Linked DNA regions of Mus musculus: region 1 is linked to region 2. Evidence: chromatin contacts called from public HiChIP or PLAC-seq data. All regions are on one chromosome and are shown on one strand. Each heading gives the region's core, a stretch centred on a gene start, on an enhancer-like site or on the middle of the called end of the contact. The rest is flanking DNA. Distances are from core to core; before and after follow the strand shown.

Evidence for each region. HiChIP or PLAC-seq counts read pairs in DNA pulled down with a chosen protein or histone mark.
Region 1: an H3K4me3 HiChIP or PLAC-seq map of embryonic basal ganglia shows a contact between it and region 2, with 8 times the contacts expected there. The contact joins two enhancer-like sites. A contact is called at or near these places in 12 of 484 Hi-C or Micro-C datasets (the N1E-115 cell line, cerebellar granule neurons, cerebral cortex and 8 more), 8 of 115 datasets of contacts at active chromatin or transcription factors (astrocytes, craniofacial prominence, embryonic basal ganglia and 5 more) and 1 of 9 other capture datasets (embryonic stem cells).

Annotation. Positions count from the first base shown.
Region 1 is chr8:108,909,323-108,915,733 of GRCm38.p6, reverse strand. It overlaps Zfhx3 (zinc finger homeobox 3), which reads right to left. Exons shown (of 10, transcript NM_007496.2): 5 at 1,105-1,212. Among named protein-coding and RNA genes, the nearest start is that of Mir3108, 24 kb to the left of the region's middle. Within about 2 kb of position 4,608, at least 53 of the 459 cell types and tissues checked have an H3K27ac peak or open chromatin away from gene starts, as enhancers often do.
Region 2 is chr8:107,951,124-107,957,944 of GRCm38.p6, reverse strand. No RefSeq gene overlaps it. Among named protein-coding and RNA genes, the nearest start is that of Gm39242, 120 kb to the right of the region's middle. Within about 2 kb of position 5,419, at least 6 of the 459 cell types and tissues checked have an H3K27ac peak or open chromatin away from gene starts, as enhancers often do.

The DNA.
Region 1 (6,411 bases), core at 3,359-5,858, 960 kb before region 2:
TAACAATACTGTCTGTTGCTTGTCACAGCACTTCCTGTTAGCGTGGTGGTGGTGTCTGTGAGACTTATCTGCCCAGTAAATCCTCTCAGAAATGACTCAGCTCCTCCCTCCAAACCCTGAGCTTCCCTCGGCCTCAGCTTTTCTTCCCTCAGCACGGAGATCCTGTCATCTTGAGAAATGGCTGCTCTCCTCTCTTGGCACTGGCTTTTCCAGAAATAGTACTTCCTGCCCTGGCCCCTTCAATTCACTCTGCTTTTGCTAAAATGTCCCCCTGCCTATCCACACTGTTGTCCCCCTGTGGACGCTCGCCCCGGGAGAGGGTCATGCTGGGAAAAGTATGCAGGCCCCACTCAGGTCCTCGGATGCAGAACAATGCCCACCCTTCACCGCCTCTGGCTACCTTGAGGCTGAGAATCAGGGGTGACCTAAGGCAAGGTCTGCCTGACAAATGTCTTTACCAGGCTGCCTACAGGAGGAGGACTACAAGCCATCTATGCTGAATGGCTACCTAAGAAACACTACCCAGAAACTGTAGACAGCTGGTGCTCAATGAAAAGGGTGCTTAAAAGAAAGAAAGAAAGAGAGAAAGAGAGAAAGAGAGAAAGAGAGAAAGAAAGAAAGAAAGAAAGAAAGAAAGAAAGAAAGAAAGAAAGAAAAAATTTGAGAAAGAGAAAGAAAAAACGGCATGATGACTCTTGCCTCTAACGGAGGCAGAGGCAGAGAGGCAGGGAGGCAGGGAGGCAGAGAGGCAGAGAGGCAGAGAGGCAGAGAGGCAGAGAGGCAGAGAGGCAGAGAGGCAGAGGCGAGGCAGATGGATATTTGTGAGTTCAAGGCTAGCCTGGTCTATACAGCAAGTTTCAGGCCAGCCAGGGATATATGGTGAGACCCTGTCTCAAAAGAACAAAACAAGACCAAACCAAACCAAAACCAAACGAGTAACAACAACAACAACAACAACAACAAAAACGAGCAAACAAACATAAAACAACCAAATTCCCTCTGTGGTAAGCCCAGAGCCTGCACACTTTTGGGCGAGATGAAGGGTGCCAGTCTCATCCCTCCCAGGGACAAGGTCTAGGGGCTGAGGATGCCTATGTACAGTACCTGCCCTCTTGCTCTGCCCTTCCTCGCTGCCGCTCCCCTGGTCTTTGGCCAGCTCCTCTGGGTCAGCAGATGCTTCGCTGGGTCCTTCGGCATCTTCAACGGCTTCCTCTGAAATGCAGGGGAAAGACAAAGATGTAAAGGACGAAAGCTGGGCAGACAATGAAGGACTCCCTAGTCCTCTGTGCCTGAGAATCACCAACCACAAAAGACAGATGTCAGCGACGGTCCTTCCTAGTGGCCTGGCGAGGTTGGCCGTATTAAGGATACACTTCAGTCCAGGGATAGCTGCCGTGGGGCTCGGAGTGGGTGCTAGATATGTATCTGTCAGGTATTTCCAGATAGGTTCTGAGGGCCTCCACCTGAGTGAGGACGTTGCTCATCCCTGGCTGGAGACTAGATAGGACCCAGTGGCCGAGGCCTCATTGGCCTGGCAGTGTCTGTGCCTGTGCCACATGATGGCCAGGTGTTCTTGGAGCCACTTATGTCCTCAAGAGTCACAGAACATCAGTGATATGGTTTGTGGGCATAGGGAGGGTTAAGCAGAGGGGTGAGACGTACAGCGGAACTCTCATGTCTGAAAGTAGGCCAACTACCAAGCCAAATGCATGCCCCGGTTGAGGAGAAAGAACGACTCTTAGGGTGTTGGGGTGGGGATTGTTTTCTCTGTTCCTCTGGCCAGCTGGATCATTAACCGAAGCACACATTTAAGAAGAGGGTGTTCAAGCTGGGTGGTGGTGGCGCACGCCTTTAATCCCAGCACTTGGGAGGCAGAGTCAGGTGGATTTCTGAGTTCGAGGCCAGCCCGGTCTACAAAGTGAGTTCCAGGACAGCCAGGGCTACACAGAGAAACCCTGTCTCGAAAAACCAAAAAAAAAAAAAAAGAAAAGAAAAAAAGAAGGAGGAGGAGGAGGAGCAGCATTCAGAGGAAGAACAGGGGCCTGGGGATAACTCTGTGAGAAACTCTGCCAACCCAGTGATTCCCAATAAAGATAGGAGGAGGAGGAGGAGGAGAGAACCAAACCCATAAATGTATTCCCTAACCTCCATATATGAGCCGTTCATGGCACAGGGGCCATGCGGGATACTAACTTTTTAAAGAACCAAGCGAAGGAACCAAGGTGGGAATCACTTGGCATGATGCGGGAACTCTAAAGAGCACACTTCTCCTGGTTCAGAAGCACGAGAGCACGCACGCGCGCACACTCCACGCCACGCTCCACACCCACGCACACGCCGCACACACGCACACACTCCACACCCGTCACAGGAAGCCCAGAACAGACTCAGCAGGAGTCAAGCCTGGGAAACAATTTAGAACCCTGGACTGGGGTTCTAGCCAACCCCGCCATAGGAATCTCCGACCGCATGCCCACGTTTTTGTTTGTTTGGGGAACAAAGGTCCTACACTGTGGCCCAGGCTGGCCTCAGCCCTACCTTTAAAGGAATTCAGGTGACCTCTGAACTTCTAGCCCACACTAGTCAAATAAGTCACACTCAAGGCCAAAAAGAGGATCATTCTAGATTTGTGTTTTCCTAATTCTTGTAGAAAGATGGCAGGGTATCAATGGCTAGAAAAATGTACTCCAAGGCTGAAGAATGGTCTGTCTGTCTTCCCAACAGCAGAGAGCCCCAGAGGCAAGCCCTTGGGCACTGCTTGCTTTGCTTGACCTCAGGGCTTGCTCTCTGGTTTTCCTGTGTGTCCTTTTTGGCTCGCTGCACCACAAAGTTAACGCTGAGTCTCCTGGCCTTTCCCTTAGTTTGCACAGACAAAAACCAGGCATTCGTGGCTTGACATTCATTAGATATACAGCTCAGTATTAACAGCATTCATGGCCTTGTAGAGGGGGAAAGGGCTTAAGTGTGGAAAAAAAAAAAAAAAACAAAAACAAAAAAACAAGTCAGTTGTACCAGAAGATGCACGTACCATCTTATGTCCAGGGAAAATGTGGCCTGCGAGTTTCAGGCTTTTGATAAGATGGCTATAAAAATCCATCGTTTAATGGCAATACCAGCAGTAAGTTAACCAGTATTTAAATTGAGCATATGCACACTAGCTGGGCATCTTAAATATGTTCCATGGCATCAATCATGGGCAGTATTGATAAAGTATATACATGGGATTTGGCGGAGAAATGGCTCAATGGGCACATCTCTCTGGCACACACACCCATGACCACCTTAGATGGGAACGGTCTGGCTCTTACAGGAGACAGTTCCCCACACGGTGCGCCAAAGTGTCTCTCAGCACAGGGAGGTTAAATGCCCAACTGGGCCACCAAAGTCAAGGCCAGCACCCACAGCTGCGAAGCAGAGTTGGGAGCTATTACCTGGGACTGATGCTCATGGCTTGAAGCTTTCTAAGCAAGTCTATTTAGGAGGCAGATACAGAGGTGTGTGGGCGGGTTACGGATGCAGGAATACGTGAGGAAATCGCAAGAAGGGGCTGTGGTACTCGTCCCAGAACCTTCGCTCTGGGCCTGCCTGAGTGTTGTCTTGCTTCCTTACTCCATGCAAACAGGAAGCAAAGGCTAACACGTTTCAAGAAGGGGGGGGGGGGCAAGTTAAAAGAGGTTACTTTACTTCAGGAAATTATTATTATTGTTATTATTATTATTTTATTAATTTTGGTTTTTTTCTTCAAGATGAGTAAACCCATTCTTCTTGAGTTTCTAGGCTTTGCTCTATCACCTGTGACTTATAAACTAAGAGAATACTATATATGAGCTTAAAGAAGAACAATTCCTTCACAGGGGATCAGTGACCTCACCCCTATTTCTTTTTTTTTTTTTTTTCTTTTTTTCCTTTTTCTTTTTTTTAAAACAGCAACAACAAAAAACCCAGGTCTCATTTAGCCAAATAGGAGAGTCCCGCTGCAGTTCCATCTGTGACCTACAGGTGTCGCCCTCTGCATGGCAAGGCCTAGAGGGCAACTGGCTAGGAGGCAGGCAAGTCTGGGCTGCACGTGGAAACAATATATGTCTCGGAGAGAATGGTCTAGTCCGGAGGAAATAAAATAGAACATTCATAAGCAGTTACACCATCTGTCTTTAAACCATCATCATCAACAGCAAGAGGGGGTAAAGGCTCTTTAAAATGGATGAAAGCCGAGGCTGACTGTAACCGGAAAACCGTGAGAGTTGAATACCAATAACGGTAGAGAAATGAGTTTTAAAAAAAGAAAAAGAAAAAAAAAAAAGAAAAAAGAAAAAAAGAGGGATGCAGACTGCAAATCTGTCTGGACAGCTCGGGGTTGTGAGGCTTGGCAGACAGTGTGTGTCTTTACTGGTCCCAGAAATGTCACGCAAGCTTTCTCACCAAAGCCCAGGCTTGGGCAACCCACAGGGAAGGAAGCATTGGTGCCCTGGCCCCTCACAGGTGTGGTGGCCATGCCAGCCAGAGCCTGGCCATTGAGCTGGGGCTGCTTGCTAGTCACAGTCCTCCCTGGGGCTATGCGTTGGATAATCTCAGCTGACAGAGCATAGGATGAAGAGACAGCTTTCCTCACTGCATATCACGAATTGCACATTCTGGCCCTGTGTGGCTGGCGGCGGAAACTGGCCGGGGTCACCCCAGGAGCCAAGTTTCTGTTCTGCTTTCTGTAAGGTCCACTACAGACAGTCGACAGAACGGCCGAAGACGTGGGTCAGCTGTGGGTTTTATCTGGAAAATTCTGTCCTTGGCTCAGGGGAACAGGTTGCTCTCCCTCCAGCCAACACTCACGGCAGCCATGACACCCTCAAAGCTCAAGTGGACAGTTTGCAACCGGTTTTCCCTCGGAGCAGTCAAGAAATGATACTTCACCATCCTAACCAGGGCACGGCGGGGACCCTTCCTCAAGGCTGTGACAGACGTGGGCAAGGAGGTCGCCTCCACCCCAGCCCCGGTTCTCAGCGGCAGGCAGCAAAGCCCAGACCACCCCATACAATTCTGGGTTTGGAAAAGGTACCAGGGGAGGGGCCTCTAAAACCTTGCTGGGACCCACCTCGGAGGTGGTGCCCAACCCTGACCTTCGAGTTAGGGTAACTCCTCTTAATCTTATGTGTTTTCATGCCAAACTGAGAAGGGGAAATTTTCTTTTTTTGACCCAAGTCTCAGACTGGCCTCAGATTTGCTGTTAATCATTCAGCCCAATGCTTCCACTGCACTCGAGTTGGGATTACACACATACATACATACATACATACACACACACACATATATACATGCATATATACACATACATACATACACACACACATACATACATACACACATACATACATACACACACATACATACATACATACACACATACATACATACACACATACATACATACATACACACATACATACATACACATACATACATACACACACACATACATACATACACACATACATACACACACATAGATACATACATACACACATACATACATACACACATATATACACACATACATACACACACATAGATACATACATACACACACATACATACATACACACACATACACACATACATACACACACATAGATACATACATACACACACATACATACACACACATATATATACATGCATATATACACATACATACATACACACATACATACATACATACACACACATACATACACACACATATATACATGCATATATATACACATACATACACACATACATACATACATACACACACATACATACATACACACACATACATACACACATATATATACATGCATATATACACATACATACATACACACATACATGCATACACACATACATACACACACACATATACATGCATATATATACACATACATACATACATACATACACAATACATACATATATAGATAAATAAATAAATTGCAAGCAAGCAAGCCACCACTCCATATGCTTGGGGTTGAAAAGGGGCTCCATGCCTGAGCACTCTACCAATGGGAACTCTCCCACAGCCCAGAGATGCAAGGAAATTGTGCAAACCAGCACGGTCTTCCAGATGGTCTACCATCTGCCTCCCACTGCCAAGTAAAAGATGACTTCGGACAGAGATGTAGACACCTCCTTACTCCCCTTGTTGGGCCATCCCATCTTGCTCTAGTCACTCTCAGCCTCTGGTGAGGTGAAGGACAGAGCCCTCAGGTGACCCTAAAAGAAGCAGTCTAGGGGGTTGAGGACATAGCACCACAGACCTAGGGTGGGGGAAAAAAAAACCCACCCCACCCACATAGCTCTGCTCCACACAGATGTAAACCATTACAGTTCTCTCCTCCCTCCTGATCAAGGTGACAACGAGAGTCCCCCCTACCCCCC
Region 2 (6,821 bases), core at 4,170-6,669:
CTTAAATTTCTACAAACCCGAGTGTCAGAGCAAGCATGTACAGGGCATCAAGCATAACAAAAAGAAACGAGGTGGGGGGAAGGGGTCCCCGCACTCGCTTCCTTGAATCCCTCTGAATACATTTCACAATTCATCAGTTTTTGTCTTTCCTGCCTCGAATGAGGACAATCAGACCAGACACCCATTAGATTTTTCATGCATTTTTTTTTCTTGTTCATGACATGTTGGCAGGGAGGATGGCAATTCTGAAATCTTACCAAATGAGAAAAATGTCAGAAGCTGAACTGACAGCTAGTGGTTACTATGGTGATCGGTGATGCTGGGGGAAAAAATAAAATAAAATAAGACTCGGTTAATTCAAAAGGAATCAAGTTGGGTATTTTTTTTTAAGCCAGTTGATAGAGATGCAAACTTAATCCTGATATTGGGACATTATCTTCTCCAGCTAACAGCCAAAGACACCATTTAGCTTAAATAATAACTAAATACATAGCTCGTAATCTTGTGATTAAAAATAATGGAAAGAAACGATATTGATAAATGGAAGTCAAATACTATTAGCAAATGACTATCAGAGAAATATAGTGTATATTTAGTGCAAAGAGGGTTTGGGGTGGGGCTTGTGGGGAGAGAAATGTACAGTTTTAGAAAAATATTTTTATAAGAAAAAGATGGAAGCCTCATGGGGGGGGGGACTTTATGGTACTATAGATTCACTTAAAACACACAGGCACATAAGCCAGGTGTTTTCCTTGCCAATGCTCACCAAGGCAAAAAGAAAGAAATATAACTCTGTTTCAGACCAGTTCATAGAATTCAACTTCTTTCATTTTAGAGGGTATTTACAGAAAGTCTTATTGTGAGGTTTTTTTTAAGTATATTTGTTCTCCGTATCATTTCTCTTTTTTGTTAAAATCAAGTTTCATGTACTGATTGTTCTTCTGAGCTTCTTACCACCGGCATGCAAAATGATAATCTGGCAAGAGGAAGAAAGCAGCCATAGGCATCTTCCCTCAACACCATGCAACAAGGACAGCTGCTGGCTCAAACAACCACTGCTGTTATTTCACTGGTCTAAAAGAAGAAAGAACGTCATGAAGATGACTTTTACAATTAGCTAAAATCATTAATCAATTTTTGGTCTATATGTAATAGACACAGAGTCCCAGATGATTTATTATTATTATTATTATTATTATTATTACTATTATTATTATTTAAAGAGATTTTTAATTAATCAGTTTACAAAGATGTCAAGTGTGCCAGGGGTCAGCCTAAAATGAATGCCACACAGATAAACAATCTCTGCTCCAGAATAAAACTTCATCAAGGTCTCCCTTCACACCCACACGAAACTACTTTGATGATAACGGCAGCTTAGTGCCAAAAAGGTGGGCTGCAGAAGATGAAAGGCAGCTCTCATTCTGAAACAGTGCCATCTGAAAACTTTCCTTGCTTGCATATTTTATCCATGTCCCACACTCCCAGATCTAGCCCATTTTTTTTTCATTTGCTATAGTGACATTAAATTATCTATTGCCACCTTTCCCCACCTTCCCTAAATCAAATCTTTTGAGAGTTACAAGTAACTAGCAAAAACAAGATTCTTATTTATAACCTCAAGCTAGTATTTAATGCAAGGGAGAGGTAGAGGTAGATGTTAGCGAAGAAGAAACTCGGGAGGGGGTATATATATATATATATATATATATATATATACACATACATATACATATATCACACACACACACACACACACACACACACACACACACACACATATATATATATATATATGCAGCACTATTGGCTAAGGGAAGCCCTTCACTGAACAGACTACAATGCCATCTACTGGGAAAGTGAAGCTCGGCCTCATTGCCAAGAGCAAAGCTAGCTTAAAAGGCTTACAGACTGGAGAGACAGGCAGTCTTGCACTTTCTCTGTTGTAAAGGGTAGGAAATCTTTGCATGTATCATACACATATGTATGTGCCTATCATTTGGAACATCAGTCCCCATTATAAACCACTATGTTCTTTCTCTGAGGCAAGCCTCCTCCCAGCGGTTTGGTTTTGTTTTGTTTTTAATTTTCTACCAAGTTCTGCTGTCTTCAGTTCCCTCCATAACAAACAACACCCAGAAACTAGAACCACCAGGGAAGCAAGGGACCTTAGGGTCCATTCCTACCATCTCTAGCTTGTGAATTTCACAAGCTGTTTGTGCTACAACCTACTCTGCAAAATTTTGGGGTTGTTTGGGTTTTTTTTCCTCTGTGAAATCACAATAGGGAAGCCGACCATCCATCATGGTGGAGCTGGGATGAAGAACAGCCAAGACAGAGAGCCTTGGTCCTGTCAGCATCCAGTCTCTGAGTGGTCTTTAGCTGTGTGGGATGAGACTTCCGTGGTGCCTCATAAAACACAGGCATCTGCCCAGGTTCCAGGAGTTCCTCTCCCGTGTCTGCATGCACACCCTCTGCTCGGCCGCACTCTTCCCTTTCATTTCATCCTCCTCGAGACATGATTTTCATGAGAATCATGGAACAGGAAGGATGTTTAGGAGACCACCATCTCAGATTCTGCATACAAAGCCGTTAACGCTAAGGGGAAGAAAAGCTAAGGGGCTAGACAACTCTGCTACACCTCCAACAAAACGAAGCTACATCTTCACAACCGCTTGGGGGAAAATAATTAAAATAAACTCGGTGTATACCCAAAAGTCTCTGCAACATTTTGCAACTGCGGGTACAAACATAAGAAACAGCAGGGATACCCAACTTGCTGTTAGGGTCAAGAATTCTTTATCATGGAGGGTCAGCCTGTGCAGTATAGGATGACAAACAGGACCCCTACTTTCCACTCAAAAGATGTCACTAGCCCCACTACCACCCCATACACATGGTGTAATGACCAGTTAATCTCTCCAGACATTGCACATCGGCTGGGGAGGGGTAGAAACGGCAGAGTCACCCCCTCCCTGTTGGTAACACTACTACAGAATACCATTTAGAGGAACTATAGCTGACTCTGAATCATAGCAATGCATGGAAAGTCACTTAAAAAAAAAAAAAAAAAAACGGCAGAAGACTAGGGTAGAATCAGTGTAAATCTGAATCCAGAAACCTGCATCACGTAAATTCTTTTAACTGTGGGGCCAGTTGGAGATCCTGGCCTTCCCAAAGGCCTCTCTGGACAGTTCTCATGGTGGAGGAAAAGGGGAAGGCCACTTCATGGGTGGGAGCTGTTAGACATGTTCTCAAAGCAGGGGTCAAATATGCCATCATGACAAGGTCTGCAGGCTCAGGGAACAGATTAGAGAGGAGGTAAGAGATGGAAGAAAGTCAGGACTATTTTGGTTTGTTTTGTTTTTAATTATTTTTTTCTATATAAAGGCAAAAATATAAAGTGAAAAAATAAGTAATGTTTAAATATGGGCCCTCTTTTCCCCGTAAAATAGAAAAACCCTGTTATATATAGTATATAACAGGAAAAAGAACCAGGAAATAATGAAATTTTAATTTCCTAAATTGGGAATGCTATTAACAATTTTGTTTATAATTTCAAATACAGTATCAGGCTGTAAGATAAAGAATTGGAAAACATGGGAGGGCCATGGGCTATACATTCAGGAAGGCTAGGAAGCTGGGGATATGGATCAGTGGAAGTGCAATAGCCTACAGCCCTAGCACGAAAAAAAAAGTCAAACAAGCCATATGAGGTGAGCTACTGAAATTTAGAGACGTCACGATCCGGTGCAGAAGAGTATGAATCTGTATTAATCTGAAATGTCTCTAACCGGGTCCTTGCAGGTACGGTTTCCGAGTGAGCTGTATCTGCCTTCTGTCTCTCCCACCGGATGCTGCGCACAACTAGTGTGGCCCACCAGATGCGCATGGCTGCTTCCACTGCCTTGCCATATCTACCAGAAAATCTCCCAGGTTTGCTAGGGAAGTTGTCCACAGGGTTGGAATCCTTCTGTGGGATTCAACCTGGACAGTTGAGCTGCTGTGTCAGGTGCCCTGTTTAGCAACATTTCTGTGTGACACACCAACGAGGCTGAGAATATAAACTGTACAACTGACATTTTTCTTCAGTACTCTAAAATCCTGCATTTTCTTGGAACAGGAGAATGATGTGTGAGAATTAGAACAAACTGAATAGATGCAAAATATATTCACTCAAAAAAAAAAAAAAACAAAAAAAAAAACAGTCCCTGGTGCCACCTTCTATAAGGCTGGTGGCTTTGTGGAGTGTTTCTTTGAAAGAACTGGACCACACATACGCCCTCATTCACAGTGACTCTATACATGAACTGTCTCCGTATTTTTTTTTTAAAAGAAAACTCAGCTTGTGCGGTCGCTGCTAGCTCAGAGAAACTCCCCAACTATTTTCACATTTCATTCACACAGTGGATGGGGGCCACAGTGCAGAGAAGACAAGGCCCTGGAAAAAGAGTTCCATTGGTGGGGACACACAGAGAAGTCTCTCTCTAAGGTGCTGTAATGAGTTTCTTAAATGAAGCTCGATCGCTAAAGCAGTGTACATGGACCCAGGAAGCTTTCTGCAAAAGATTATTCTTACACACACATGCACACACACACACATGCACATGCACACATGCACACACACATACACGCACACACACATACATGCACACACACATGCACACACACACATGCACACACACACACACACATGCACGCACACACACACACACACACACACGCCCAGACCCTACCTTGTTACAACCTTATGGCAAGTCTTTCAAATCTAAAGAAGTAAAACACCCATTGCTTCCTTGCCCCCTTTTGAAAATTGCTAACCACACTTTTAAATTTCAATATCTTCTCACACGCTCTAGACATTTGCTAAGGTTGATTCTCCTAAGTTGGCCTTTAAATTTCTATTTATTCACTTTTTTCATTATCATTTAAAAGAATAAATAACTTCTAGCCATTACCTTTTAAGACTGCCCAAGGCTGTGTCCCTTCAAGGTTTTCTTACTGTTCCTTACAGGGCTCACCTGGGCAGCACCCTGTAAACTGCTCACACCTGACAACCTTCACCATACCCCACCCCCTCTCCAGACAGAGTAATCCGTCTTTGGCACTGGGGCAGGGGTGTGTGCCCGCGCAAGATGCTGGTGGAATCCAGCCTCCTTTGGTGTCTCAACTTTCATTGTCAGTTGCTAAATTAGCTAATGATTAATTAGTTAATGTTTTCAAAGCATTTTGAGGATGAAATGTGTGTCCTGAGTGCTAAGTGTAAAACAGCATTAGTTATCTGACTCCACAAAGACTAATTAGCTTGGGGTGGGGGGAAGTCCCCCCATCCTGATCAATAACACCCCTGGTATTGGATAGTACGGTAAGACCCACCTCACGTTGTAAGGCATGTATTCCCTGAGACACACAGAAATCCCTACTGCAGTTCATTGCTGGGTAACTCTTGGCTTTCAGTGAGGCTGGAGGGGGACAGTGACGTCATCTATACAGAATGCCACATTTTTGCAGTCAAAAAAAAAAAAAAAAACACGCTTGAAAGGATTATTTGACAAAGCTAAAGTAAAGACCTAACTCTTGGAAAGAGCAACACAGACACAATCATTGAACTCGTGTTTAAGAAGAATTAAGCTTTTAAAGTCCCCCACCCCTCCTCTAAAAAGCTCTTTAATGGCAGTCCTCCAGGTGGCCTCTGGATTTATTGTGAAATTTTACTTTGATGGCTATAAGTCCCCATGGGGACCATTATGTCAATAAGTTCAACGGCAACATTTTATTCCAGGTACAGACAGGACTCAGAAGATAGAGACAGGGTCTGGAAATTCCAGCATCCCATTTGGAGTGGCCCGTACCAACCTCAATAGAAGGGAAGAAAGGAAGAAAAAAAAAGATCGCTTTCTCCATTTTTCCCACTCCCTCTGCCTCCCAAACTGAGTACATAGACCTTTCTGTAAAGTTTCTCAGATACCAAGAGACCCAACAAACTCCTTAGAAAAGTTCAGGACTTTCTTTCCTCTGCTCATTTTCAGAGATTCGAATACGTTAAGGCCAGTGGAGACTGTGAAGTTGAGACAGACAAGGGGAGACAGTTCTCCAGTCTGCTGGGGGGGGGCGGGGGTCTTAGTCATAAACACTGAAGATTTGGGTCTCTCTCTCTAATGCCTGAGATTATTATTTTTAGTCAAGGTTAAGTAAACCACGTAGCCTTCCAGATTAAAGAATATTGCATGGATTTTTGTTTGCTTAAAGGCTGAGGTTTTTCAGCTTGGGGATTTGTTTGGGTTTGGGTTGGTGGCTCTTTTATTATTTATTTATTTATTTATTTATTTATTTATTTATTTTCCCCCCTCTGACGAGAACAATTTCAAAATGATACTGCAGTGATGATCTTTCTGAGCCCACCCCACAAACACCATTCGGGTGTCAGCCTCAGAAGAGGCGACATTAACAAATGAGCCCTACCTGCTTAACAAAGCATACAGACCACTCAGCTTGGAAAGTAAAAAGTTAACCTAAAACAAAAGGAATTTTACACATGGGAGCATGTGTTCCTTATATAGCCAAAGTCTCCGAAAAAGAATGTATGTGTCAAACAAAACAAGGGCACAAAAGCCACATGTCTGTATATGTATATCTATCTGTATTTCAAACAAGCATATATGAAGTACATTCAATCTCACGTGCACTCGTGTGTACACACACACACACACACACACACACACACACACACTGCACACATGTTAATAGAGCATTCAGAAAACAAAAACAAAAAAACATCAAAGGTCTGGGTAAAGACTCCCTGAACTAAACACTGGCTACCA